Regions from separate parts of the Rattus norvegicus genome. Here region 2 is linked to region 1. A link is a contact called in public Hi-C data. All regions are on one chromosome and are shown on one strand. The core of a region is the stretch at or near the end of the contact, and the rest is flanking DNA. Distances in the headings are between cores, read along the strand shown.

Evidence for each region. A called contact is a pair of places that touch in the nucleus more often than the background predicts.
Region 2: a Hi-C map of frontal cortex shows a contact between it and region 1, with 1.5 times the contacts expected there. The contact joins the enhancer-like site here to the promoter of Cald1 in region 1. A contact is called at or near these places in 3 of 12 Hi-C or Micro-C datasets (the A7r5 cell line, Schwann cells and frontal cortex).

Annotation. Positions count from the first base shown.
Region 1 is chr4:64,231,818-64,234,517 of GRCr8, forward strand. It overlaps Cald1 (caldesmon 1), which reads left to right and starts at 1,439. Exons shown (of 13, transcript NM_001398578.1): 1 at 1,439-1,558.
Region 2 is chr4:64,276,636-64,279,335 of GRCr8, forward strand. All of the region lies in intron 1 of Cald1 (caldesmon 1), which reads left to right. Among named protein-coding and RNA genes, the nearest start is that of Cald1, 45 kb to the left of the region's middle. Within about 2 kb of position 1,441, at least 9 of the 93 cell types and tissues checked have an H3K27ac peak or open chromatin away from gene starts, as enhancers often do.

The DNA of each region.
Region 1 (2,700 bases), core at 189-2,688:
GAAGTATAGGGGATTCACCTAGATATTTCTGGGTGATCGGTTAATAACGGGGGTGGGGAGCTGGAGAAGAAACTCACCCATGGGGACCAGTTGCTTCCCAAGCATTCTCAAGGAAGCACAGAGAGCAGGGGCTGTTTCCTGACTAACGACAGCTTCTGCGTCAGATCTTCATTAATAAAGGCTTTTCTCAGTCACACTGTATGTGTTGATTAAGCTTTTGGACTTGTAATTAGCCAGGGAAAATACTTAAAATTTTCTGGTCAGCGATGAGACAGTATCAGTAATGAAACATGGATTTTGTGCTAAGCTCCAGGCCTGACAAACAGTAAGTATTCCATTTTTTTTTCTAACAAAAGCTAAGTACCGACTGAATGAATTCCAAAAAATACAAGACCACAATTGGATGCATGTGTGGGCCAGTGACCTGCATTGTAACTCAGCGTCTTTTGGTGCTCACTCTCCCCCTAGCGCAGGCTTTCTAGAATTTTCTAGAATTGTCACCTGTAAGGGCAAATGTGTCTGTCTACACCTGACCCAAAGCAGATATGGGGTCTCTCCATGTCCCTCTCCACACACTCGATTTTAGCTATTTCTGGTACAATCTCCCCATTGCCAAGACAGAGAAGAGAAAGGAGGACGGGTGTTGGTGGGGAACATCAATAAAGCTCTCTAAAGTTAAGGAGCTGATATGCTAGCTTCCGGCTTCCCCTTTCTTTTCTGGCCAACACTATCTGCTAAAAAAAAAAAAAAAGACGGATACATTTTATTTATAATTTTTGTCAGTTGTTTGGGTAACATACATAGACATATTCTAGGTTAGAACTTAACCTGCGCAACAGACCTGCTTCTTATCCACTTCAGGTTTTTAAACGTGTGCAAATGATTTACATTTATTTTGTAATGAAACTGCTTTGAAAAGAAATACACTATTAAGGCTTCTTCAACTAAAATGTCTCCCTCTCACCCCCATCCTCACTTCCATAAGCATGTCTAACTGTCCACTTACTGTTTCGTGGTGAACTGTACTTTCTTTTTAAAGCTCTATTTGTGTTCTACAAGACAGCCTCTTTCTCCAAGATTAACGTTTCTTATGATTGTTCCTGACAATGGATCCGCTTCCAGGAGGCCCTGCTTAGGATAACCAAAAAAGGGCATGGAGCCGGCTGGTTTTGGCAGCCTGCTCGAAGTTTCAAGCTTTTTAGGACTTGGTTTTTCTGATGAGTGATATCCTGAGCATGCCTAGGGAATGACAGGCATCTGCACGGGCAGACAGCATCACCTTGGCGAGGGTGTCGTCATTGGCTGCCTATTAGAAAAACTACAGGACAATGCATACCACCGCCTGCTGACTGTAAACATAGGGGGTATGTGTTCACTTAGCATGGACTTCTGGGAGGGGCCAAGGAAGGGCGGTCTGCAGTTTTATTGAATAGAGAGCAGTGTGCGTTAGGCTGCCTGCCTGCCTGCCTGCTTGCTCTCTTGCTGGGTTGCTTAAAGGAATCCTTGCTTTCAAACAGCGGGACGTCCTTCTCCTCGGGAAGAAGCTGCAGCCCCAGAGGTAAGACACAACCTTTCTTTCTCCGCCTTCAGGGAAGCTGGAGCTGCTCGACAGGTTTCCGGCAACATTCCTGGCTAAGGTTGCTGGATGTGCAAAAATCTTTCGAGGCAGGCAACGGACCGTGTAAATTCCCAAAGCCAGCCTGGACTTCCCGACCTGTTCCCAGAAGGTCAACGTGATGAGACTTCAAGCTTTGTTTCTAGAGTTGGTGCACAAGGAAGGAGCCCATAGTGACAGGGTCAGGGAGGACGGGCGCCTTTGCCTGGGATGCGCTTTTGTTTCTAAGGGGGATGTGGACTGTACCTGGTATCCTGAGGCCAGCGTCAGTGCGTGGGCTCTTGCTGATCTGTCCCTTTAGCGGTTTCTTTCCCATCTTCTGTCAGCAGACATTTAAATAGGATTCAGATTTTAATAATAATAAAAAAAGCAACAGCAATAGCTTTTACGTTAAGACAAAGAATGTTTTGTTGTGTTTTTTTTTTTTTGTTTTTTTTTTTTGTTTTTTTTGCTTTAAGCTAATTTTAACCTAAGTAATGGGTTCCTTTTACTCTGCCACCAGGATTTTAGAAGTGGGTTTTCAGAGATGTAAAGAAATAAGGTCAGAGTTCCAACACTAGCACCAACTCAGCTAATGCCAGTCATCTGCTATTTGCTGAGACAGAAGGGTGCCTACCGCGTCTGTTTTCTATAAAGCTGAGTAGCAAGAGAATGTGTGCGTGAGTGGGTGTGTATGTAGAAATCGTGGTTAACTGCCTAGCAAAAATATTTCTTGAGAAATCTTCATTTCTTTTGGAAAGTGTGCCCATGGGAGTCTGAAGAGATAGGAGCCGAAGGAATGTTCTGGAAAGGAAGGAAAGGAACTTTTCTTTCCACAGACAGACCTATTTGGGCATCTCAAACAGTAGTGCAAGTTGGTAGTAGTCGGTAATGCCTTTTAGAAAGAGCTGATTGTAAAGGGCGGGGGAGTTGCAGTGCTGTGGCAATACATGGTCAGAAAAGTAGAACACAAAGTGTTTGGTATTCCCGGATCCCTGCTGGTAACGAGGCTCTGTCCACGGAGCTGTAAACGGAAGCAGCACAGTCCCTTAGCGTTAGGCAAAAACCAGACATGCGTGGCCAGAACTTACTGAAGACAAGGTGCC
Region 2 (2,700 bases), core at 191-2,690, 45 kb after region 1:
CACCAGGACTTAAAACTGAGGTCTTGTAGCTCATGTCCTCTCCATACATAGCAACTGTTGTCTGAAGCATCCAAGTGGCAGATGTTTCCTCTGGTAATATTCGTAACTGTGCAACCCGAGATGCTCGAGCTCTTCCCGGATGGCTCTTTCATTTCAGGTGCAAATAAAAATGGTGGCAGGGCCTCCGCCTCAATGTCTTTAAGTCCCCGAGAAAGAGAAAGTACTGAGATGCCTCATGGCTTCCATCTACTTTCTAATCCAAATTTCTGTCACCTTCTTCCCAGTCTCAGTTTTATCCTACACTCAGAAAAGTACTTTTTTTCTTCATCCCTCCAAAGCTACTGCTGTTGACAGATTTTGATGGATGGCCTGCAGTGATCAAGGGACAGAGCAACCCAGCCCAGACTGGATCAGAGCTTAAAATTAGTTGCTTTAGCTCTTTACCTTACTTCTTTCCAAGATGATTTGTGGGGTAACCGGAGCCATCCATCCTCACAGCCCAGCCAAAGGTCAAAGTGTTCACCATGCATATTTCATTTTGAAAATTACTATGGCATCACTGTGCAGAATGCCTTCAAGTTGGGAAGAGAGTAGACACAGAAAATGAGCATTTGATGACATGGCTGAGCCTTTTCCTGCCAGGTACCACACTGCCCATTCCCTCACTCTCTCACCACAGCCAGATCCAAGGCAGATCTTTTCTACCTTCCTTTTAGTCTCTCAGATAGCAAGTGACAGGTCCAGAATTCAAACTTGAAACTAGGAGACCCTAATGTTCCCAAAGTGCCCTGAATAGCCAGGTGACCATGCCAATGGTCCTCATAGAAGAAAACTCAGGAAAGACAAACAAGATGGGAAAAAGAAGCCTTTGCCCAGTGCAGCCCAGAGGGTGTCCTCCAGCTTGGGAATGCTCAGGTGTATCTGTGGTGAGAGGGGTGATATTTCAGAACACGCTGGAGTTTCAAATCTCCCAGAACATAGAGGTAAGAAGAATCAGGATGTCAAGGAGAGACTCCAATGAGCCAAGGAGGTGATGGTTTAGATTGTGAGGAGCCAAGGTCCTGAATGGGTGTGTGTCAACTTTTCAGCTCTACTGCTCAAAGCTATTTGAGTTTTACATAAACTCAGAGGACCCTCCCACCTAAGCGAGCTGGGCAACCTCCAGTCCCTTGGTTTTTATAACCCAAGAAGGGCAACATGCTCCTTTGACTCTCACCGAAAGCTTTCTGGAAAAGCTTTTATTCATCCCCCTTGCCCATGAGCAGGCACAGGGGCAGGTGTCTGGTTTTTGTTACAGGGTAGAAGAGCCGTTATGCCTTTGCTCCTGCGAAGGGAGAAGGGCTGTGTGCGAACTGAAATCACATCACATCTAAACAGAGTGCTGGGTGGCACTTTTCTTGCACAAAAGTTGTTAAGTTTGGCAATCTTCACTCTGTTCCAGTCAAACATTTTCTTAGCCATATTAGGTTATATGGACCTAAGCCAGCATCATGGCTGATGTATGAGTAGGACTTCTGATTTTTTTTTTAGAACTTTTTTCTTTTTTTCTTTTTTTAACTGGTTGAGAAGGAATGGAGACAAATGTGGCTCAGAGCAGATTTTGAAATGTGGCTGGCAATGAAAACTCTCTGATGTGAAGAGAGAATTAGGCATAGCAGCTGGGAGTGGTGTCCGATTTTTTTAGAATGAAAGGCCTGGAGAAATGTGGATATATTTGTTTCTTATGGAAAGGAGGGAACAGTGAAATAGAAGCTCAGCCAAACCTAGTACAGATAAAAGGAAACCAGACCGAGATCACATCCACTAAGTTTAAGATTGTCTAGATTTACCTAGTCTCCAGGGTTAGGAAACCGGTCTGTGAGCTCTACATTCAAGACATTCTGAGCAATCCTGGACCCAGCAGCCAATCTCATTATCTGTCAAACAGGGATGATACGCCATCTCTCTTGTTGGGTTCTTCTGAGAATCAAAGGAGATAATGCAGGATTTCAACAATTTTAATGAAAGCTTGTTGACATGCCTCCCATCCAAGCTACAAGTTGTAACAGCAGAGAAAATAGCTTTCAGGTTTCCCCCCAGCTGCCTATCAGTCTTTCCGCATTCTGCTCTGACAGCTAATAAATATTCATCCGTCTATACCATGTGTTGATGACTTAGCAAGTGCCAGGATCTTAATGAATAACTTGTTTGCAAATAGATGATCAATCCATGAGGTCCCCCCATTGTCTTCTTATCGGAAAGTCTTTTGAAATAATTGGACAGTGGCTGTTCGTTCATTCCATGCGCGAGCATTTGTTGAATGACTAGTATGATGTTACTCTATGGCCGACATTTCTAGAACGATGAAGAATCAATAACAAGTAATATAAACACACACCTTAAGAGCTCTTGGTCTCACGGGGGAAAAAGTCATATATACTTTTATGGTTTTCCTACAGGCTTGTGTGTCTGAGTAACTGGGAGGTGGCGGAGGTTTTGGAATGGAAGGCCTAGTGATTAGATATAGATCACTAGGGGCACCCTTGAGGAGTATTAGCCCAGCCATCATTCCATACCTCTGTTTCCTGATCTACTCAAAAGGTGAGAAGTGACAGTTGTGATCACCACCGGCTAAGGTTCCCCATGAGCCCTTCCCCGCCTGCTGAGATATGTCCCCCTCAAACCCCTCAATGCATCCTCCCTCTTTAACATTCTATGTTT